Regions from separate parts of the Triticum aestivum genome. Here region 1 is linked to region 2. Evidence: chromatin contacts called from public Hi-C data. All regions are on one chromosome and are shown on one strand. Each heading gives the region's core, a stretch centred on a gene start, on an enhancer-like site or on the middle of the called end of the contact. The rest is flanking DNA. Distances are from core to core; before and after follow the strand shown. Region 1 holds the start of LOC123098042 (mucin-7). Region 2 holds the start of LOC123098037 (long chain base biosynthesis protein 1a).

Region 1 (3,250 bases), core at 494-2,993, 190 kb after region 2:
GTTGTGCACAGAGTCATCCGACAAACCACAAGTACACCTTTTTACAACAGAAGAACTCTGCTCTAAATCCCTGCCTGATAGAAGCCATTGGAGCCTCTAACTATAGTTCGATGACAGGAGGAAATCAAGGCTTCCTTCTTCAACCGAAAGCGACATCTATTGTAAATGCTACAATGCAGCCATCAGTTGGTCACACCATCCTGATGCCACCACAGACCCAAGACCCACACTATACTCCAGTGGTATAACATTCCATACTTCCAAGTTTTCCAATTTCTCAACTTCAATGAAACTGAAATTGCTACCTTTCTCCCCAGGGTCATCTGACAGATCACATGTCTACCTATTTACAGCAGCAACACTCGATGCAGAATCCCTCAGTGCAAAGGACCATTGGAACCTCTACCTCTAGTATGACGACAGGACAAAACCAAGCCTTCCTCAATCAACCGAAGCCAACATGATCTATTTTGTTGTCGCGAGGTTTATCTCATGTGTGTTTTGACTTCAAAGTTGCAAATAATTTTTGTTAGAACTTGTATGTACCATCAACTGAATGCTACTAAGCGTCCCCAATCAAATATACTAGTTCACATTTTTTTTAATTGTGTACTAATTCATAGAATTAGCTATGAACAATTTTCCACAAGCATCGTGCTCATATGAGCCTCTAACCTATCCTTCTCTCATTTTAAGTTAAGATGACCGGGATCCCAATGATCCATTTCAATTATGCATAATATATGTAACTGAACCATCTATCTAAATGTCATGCTTAGAGGCATAGAGCGAGGAGAAAACAAATTGACAATCAGTCCGAATTTAGCATGTAAGGAATCTTAATTTAACTGGATGAAAGCAAAGTACTGGAATTGCTACTAGCTCTCCCTTCTCTGAATTTAACATGCATCTTAACTGAATGAAAGCAGAGTAATGGAATTGCTAATAGCTCTCCTTCTCTGAATTTAACACGCGTGAGACTGAATGGCACAAGAAGAAGAGGAAATTACCTGTGTGTATGCGGAGATAATACTGCATGTATGAGCTGCAGTCCCTTTGTTCTTCCTCTCTGACTACCAAATTGATGGCGTTGATGTTGATTCTCAACGTCCTTCCCCTCGATACTCGGCCCCTCCTCCACAAGCCCGAGCACCCGCCAAGGACACGCCAACCTCTTGCGTGGTCGTCCCACATGCTCCCGCTAGGCTCCGCATCTCAGACCAGCGAGGACGGCGCCGCGGAGGATCCCGTCCCCACCGAACTGCTGTGCGACTAGGTCGAGCAGGCGGACCACGACGGAGGCCAGCCGAGCCAGGGATGCTGATTTAGTAGGCGGACCACGGTGGCGGCCAGCCGAGCCGGGGATGCTGATTCAGCAGGCGCACGCGGGCGGCGGCCACCCGGGAACCGGGATGGGGTGAGATGCGTGAGTGCGCACGCCCGAGTAGAAGCTGCACGGCAGCGCGACGAGATCCGGTCAATGGGCAGGAAGTGCTTGGAGGCTCGAGGAGCAGGAGCAGCAGAGGACATGGAAAGCTTGAGCTGAGCTTGAGTTCCGACCAAGGAAAGGGATGTGGATAAGGGATGTATCCATACAGACGGCAATCAGTATTAGGATCTGTATTCTATTTTTTTTGAGAGAAAATCCGCAGCGGGAGGGGGCTCACGCACAGCCGTGCGATGGCTGCGTCGCACTGATGGTCGCACGCCTAGGCCGCAGGCAAGCCGCGTCCATGTGGCAAGTCTATCCCATTCGACTTTACGATGAAACAGTTGGAGTGAAAAGCCACCGCGAAACAGGGACATGAGAGGCTCTCGCGCTCGCGGCGGCGCCGCCCGATCTACCGCCTCCGGCCTCCCATGCTTCAGCTGAGACTGGATCCGGGATCCCCTCCACCTCCTCTCTCTCTCCTGCGAAGCTTTGCTCCATCTGACGCCATGCCTCCACGACCGTGCTCCAAGCCAGCGTCCGCGGCATCGGCCATGGAGGGAGCTCAGTCCGCCGAGCGCTCCCCAAGGCCCTCGCCGGCGGCGGCCTCCCCACCGCCGCCCTGCGTCCCGGCTGGCACGTTGCTGCCCGCAGGCTTCAGGCTGAGCGTCGTCCCGCCGTCACCGAGCAAGCTGCCAGCGCCTGCATCCACGATGCCGGCTGCTCCGTCAGGGTCAGCCACCTCCGCCGCAGTGCTGGCCGCGGTTGCCCTGGCCTCCCGCAAGGCTGCCCCGGCCGCTGGTGGCCATTTGTCCCGCGTTGGGCTGCCTCCGAGGCTGGTTGTGGCTGCATTTCCGACGGTGCATAGCTCGGGGCTTCCCCAGGCCGGGTCCTCACCGCCTCCGCCGCTTGGGTGTCTCTCGTCCCCTGCCTCTGCTGACGCTGCTTCTGTCAGCGATGCACCATCAACCTCGACTGCTACTGTGGGCGCGCCATCCCCGACTCCTGCCGGTGCTGCTACGTCCTACTTGACTCTTGTGGAAGCCTCGCCGACACCCCCGGCTGGTGCTGCTGAAGCGCCGCCCACAACCCCTGCTGCTGAAGCGCCACCCACAGCCACAACTCCTGCTGCTGAAGCGCTGTCCACGGCTCCTGTGGAAACGGCGCTGTCCTCGGCTTCTACCATACTGCGACGGGTCTTGACTCAGAGCTACCTGTTTTGTGGAGCTCCTTTACTGACGGTGAAGAAGACGACGACGATGATAATGAGCTAGCCCCACAGACGCCACCGCCGGCTACCAAATCCTCGATTTCGGCTGCTCGGCAGGACGTGGCGTGTGATGCGGATACATGCGGAGGTTGGCAGAAGGTGCTCCCGCGGCGCCATGTGCAACTCCAGGCGTCACAAGCCCCTGCTTTGGCTCCCCGTCCCGTCCCCGCTTGGCTTCATGGTAGATGTTGCAGATGTCTCTTTCCTGGACACTGTGCAGCGGATTGTCGAGATCCTTTTAGATGTTATCGGTGCCTTGAGAACGGTCATCGATCGCGTGAGTGCCGCAATGCCTGGCATCCCCTTAGCTCCTTGGGAAGAGCTACTGTGTCGCCACTGCCCCGCCTCCCCGTCAAGCACCAACAAGCTCCATCTCCATACAAGGTCCAGAAAGAAGCCCCACCCCTCCCGAAGACATTTTGTTGTGATTCTTGGGCATCGATCGTTTCTGCTCCTGCTGGCTCAATGGCCCCGACGGATATCTCGATGCGGCCCACTTTGGAGAGGCAGGCCGAGCTGCTGCGCTCTGAGCTCCTTGGTATGGCTTCCTT
Region 2 (3,454 bases), core at 238-2,737:
TCTACGAAATTCAGTTGCTTACAGAAAACATGAACCAATTCAAACAGACATACTAAGGTTGGCAAGAATTGGAACCTCACTTTACTATCCAAGTTAGAGAAAACAAGAACCAATTGAAACAGACATACCAAGCCACGGCAGCAATCGACTCCTGTCGAAGATGCACTTCTTATCAAGGCATCAGAAGTGTGATATTGATATCATGTGTGCAGTGATGGTAACTCTGTGTACAATGGCACATACGGCAGATATGGCGGCTTGCCATCTTCAAGATTGCAGATCACTTTGACCCGCCGACTATCCATATTATAGCACATGAAGGTGGTATCCCAACCCGCAGTAAAAAAGATCAAGTTACATTCCGGATGAACTGCAATCAAATGGAAGTCCACATTAAGGTCAAGAACATGTGTCCCTCCAGATAAATATGAAGTTTCAACGCTATGCTTCAATATCCATTCTTTGCTGTCGTAGTCCTCGAGAACATGAACTACTAGTCGAACCACACGGGCATCTTCATCTTGATGAAAATTGGCATAATGCAGGCGACCCTGTGACTGCTGAATATGACCGCCATCTAGACCGCCAGGGGCGCGGAAGTCCGTCCATGTTTCCCCCTCCGTGTCCACCGCGGCTAGACACTGGCGTGACTCGCCGTCATAGGTGTGAAAATGCAGATGGCCGTTAAGGAAGACAGTCGCCGACTGGCGATTGGCGAGCCTAATATGCTCATCCCATGCCTTCTCATTATGAACCCATCTCCCGGATTCAGAAGAATACACCTGCACTCCGATGAGGTAGACAGGGAAGTCCGGCGAAAAAAATTCCTGCTCCACCAACTCAAACACATGGAAGTGAGGCGACGCCTGGTCGAAGCCCAGACGAGCGGCGCCCGCCTCGCCCGCCTGGCCAGAGTCCGGCAAGACGACCCACTTCTCCGTCGCGGGGTTGCACACGACGTAACGGAACTCGTCGGCACGGGCAGAGACTTCGTACCAGCGGCAGAGGAGGAGGCCGTTGCAGCAGTCCAGGAGGTCGACGCGCCGGTGGCTGGGAAGGAACGCGGAAGAGGTGCGGACCAGAGGGCGGCGGCTGCCCTCGACGCTGGTGAAGTGGACAGGTGACTCCAGGAAGCACTCCTCGCCGGCGCTGCTGTAGAAGAAGCCGGACAGTGTCTGGGGGAGCCTCCTGCGGTGGCTGCGGTCGAAGGTGAGGCCCAGCCAGTGCTTGGAGACGCACTTGAAACGGGCGAGCGATTTGGCGGGCACGCGCGCGAGGATCTCCACGAGGAGGTCGTCCGTGAGCCTCGTGGCCGCCATGCCCATGCCGGGGCAGGAGGAAGGTCTGCACTAGGGAGACGGAGATGGAGGAGGGGTCAGGGGGTCAGCGACGAAGGAGAAGGAAACGCTTGGTGCCGGAAGGAGACGGCATGGACATGGTGCCGGAAGGAGACGGCGGTGGCGCCGTCGTGTTCGAGCGAGGGAGAAGGGGAACGGAACCTTCCCTCCTTCCGCGTTTCGGATGGCCACGACTTGACCCACTCATATGTCCGTTAGTTTCTGCCCCCCGAGAACCAGATCCCCCCGAAAGAGCTGCCCACCTACCCAGAGTCCCAGACGGCCAGAGCGGATCCGGAGGCGTCACCGACCCGCCCGACGCCAACGACCTGGCTCCCTCCAGTTCAGCCACCGACAGGTACTTCCGTCATCTTCTCGGTTTGCCGCCGCCGCCGCTGCTTCTTTTTCCTTTTCTTTCGATCTGCATCTCGGGAGAGGGCCGGCCGCGGATGCAGAGGTGAGGTCGACGGGAGCCCAGCAAAACAGGAGGATAGCACACGGATAACTGAGAGCCTTGAATCTTCCTCATTATTAACGCGCTGGCCGGCCGAAAAGTATAGACACAGCCCAGCCAGCCAAAGATGACCGACCGCCGCCCGAACACGAGCCCACTCAAACAAAACCCATCTCCTCCTCCCTCCGTATTCTATTCCTCCTCCTCCTCGTCTCTCTCCAGCACTGACTTTCTTCGAATCCCTCGCCCCCCTCTGCTCTGTTAGCCCCGTGCTGCCATCCATTGCGGGGCTGCGATCCTGCGCCGGTGCTGGCACCTGGTAATCAGCAGGAGCACCGCCGTCCGGCGCATCGGATTAGGGTGTCCCAGGTGAGGAGAGCTCATGTTCCCTGTTCTCTTCCATTGGAATTTAGAATTTCGAGTTCTGGGGATTTGCGAGGACGACAATGGCTCTTTGCCGGAGGTAAGATGGGTTTCTTTTGAAAATTGGTGTTCATAAGTTCAATTTCCTCCCAACCAAACGAAACGAAACGAAACGAAACGCGGCATCCTCTCCTCTGAGATCTCCGCCGCCGGCAGCGGCCATCCGGGTTTGGGGCCGCAAAGGCAAGGCCTTCATTGAGCTTTATCTCGCTGCCCATGTCCCTCGATGCGGGTGAGATTTAGATTTTACTAGGAGCGTGCAGAAAGTGGGAAAGTTAAGAGCTTTATTGAGTTCGCCCTCAGATTGGATCCAAGCGCGTGACTTCTTACTGTAACTGTTGTAAAAATAACCCGGGTTAAACATGATGCCTTTGTGTCTGTTCGATCTTTGGGATCAGTTTTGTGTGCGTTCCAGTACTAGATTCTGCTTTTCTGTGACCGATCTGGTTGATTGAGGAAAGGAGCGTTGTTTGTTTGGCAGATTTGAAAGGCTGAAGTTACCCTTTGTTGGAAAAGGCTCGCCATAGAGCTAGGACATGGACATGGCATTGCCGATTGTGAATGCCACCACAGCAGCGCTTGCTCGTGTCTCAGCTGCATTCAACGCTCCTCTTGCCCGCGCCGTCGTCTTCGGGGTTCATATCGATGGTGATCCTCTTCTACTCATCAACAAATAATGTGTGATTTCATGATGGTGGTGGTATAGTTTTTGACATCTTGAGGTGGTGTCATTGATTCAGGTCATTTGGTTGTGGAAGGACTTCTTATTGCCGTCATAGTGTTTCAGCTTTCCAGGAAGAGCTACAAACCTCCAAAGAAGCCACTTAGCGAGAAGGTAGAGTGTTTTTTATCCTTTGTTCGCAGTTTGATAAAGTTAATAAGCACTGGTTTTTGTTTCATGAAATATTTAGTTAACAGTTTGCATTTTAATCTCCGCAGGAGGTTGATGAGCTATGTGATGAATGGGAACCAGAACCTTTATGTCCTCCAGTCAAGGAGAGGTCTCATATTGACCCACCAATCTTAGAAAGGTCTGTGTGGCTTATTGGTTTGTTAATATGGAACAGTATTTTTGAATTTATTTTTCTGTCTGTGTCTGTGCAATTACAAGGAAGCGTAACCAGTGTGCACTCCTACAAGTTTTATGAATAACTGTAAACTCCCTAGCGTTAGCATTACTCTGTCTGAAGTACTTCCTACCATACAATATATCTTACGGTTTTCTTTTCCTTGGTTACTG

The links. Hi-C and Micro-C count contacts between places; a contact is called where the count stands out from the background.
Region 1: a contact with region 2 is called in a Hi-C map of leaf, with 4 times the contacts expected there. The contact joins the promoter of LOC123098042 here to the promoter of LOC123098037 in region 2. A contact is called at or near these places in 3 of 5 Hi-C or Micro-C datasets (all in leaf) and 1 of 1 datasets of contacts at active chromatin or transcription factors (leaf).

What each region holds. Positions count from the first base shown.
Region 1 is chr4D:379,630,019-379,633,268 of IWGSC CS RefSeq v2.1, forward strand. It overlaps LOC123098042 (mucin-7), which reads left to right and starts at 1,744. Exons shown (of 1, transcript XM_044519915.1): 1 at 1,744-3,250. The coding sequence starts at 1,861. The coding sequence ends at 2,703. It also overlaps the pseudogene LOC123096983.
Region 2 is chr4D:379,438,689-379,442,142 of IWGSC CS RefSeq v2.1, forward strand. It overlaps LOC123098037 (long chain base biosynthesis protein 1a), which reads left to right and starts at 1,488. Exons shown (of 13, transcript XM_044519911.1): 1 at 1,488-1,695; 2 at 2,696-2,862; 3 at 2,955-3,049; 4 at 3,154-3,245. The coding sequence starts at 2,751. It overlaps LOC123098038 (F-box protein At5g07610-like), which reads right to left and starts at 1,372. Exons shown (of 1, transcript XM_044519913.1): 1 at 1-1,372. The coding sequence starts at 1,325. The coding sequence ends at 201.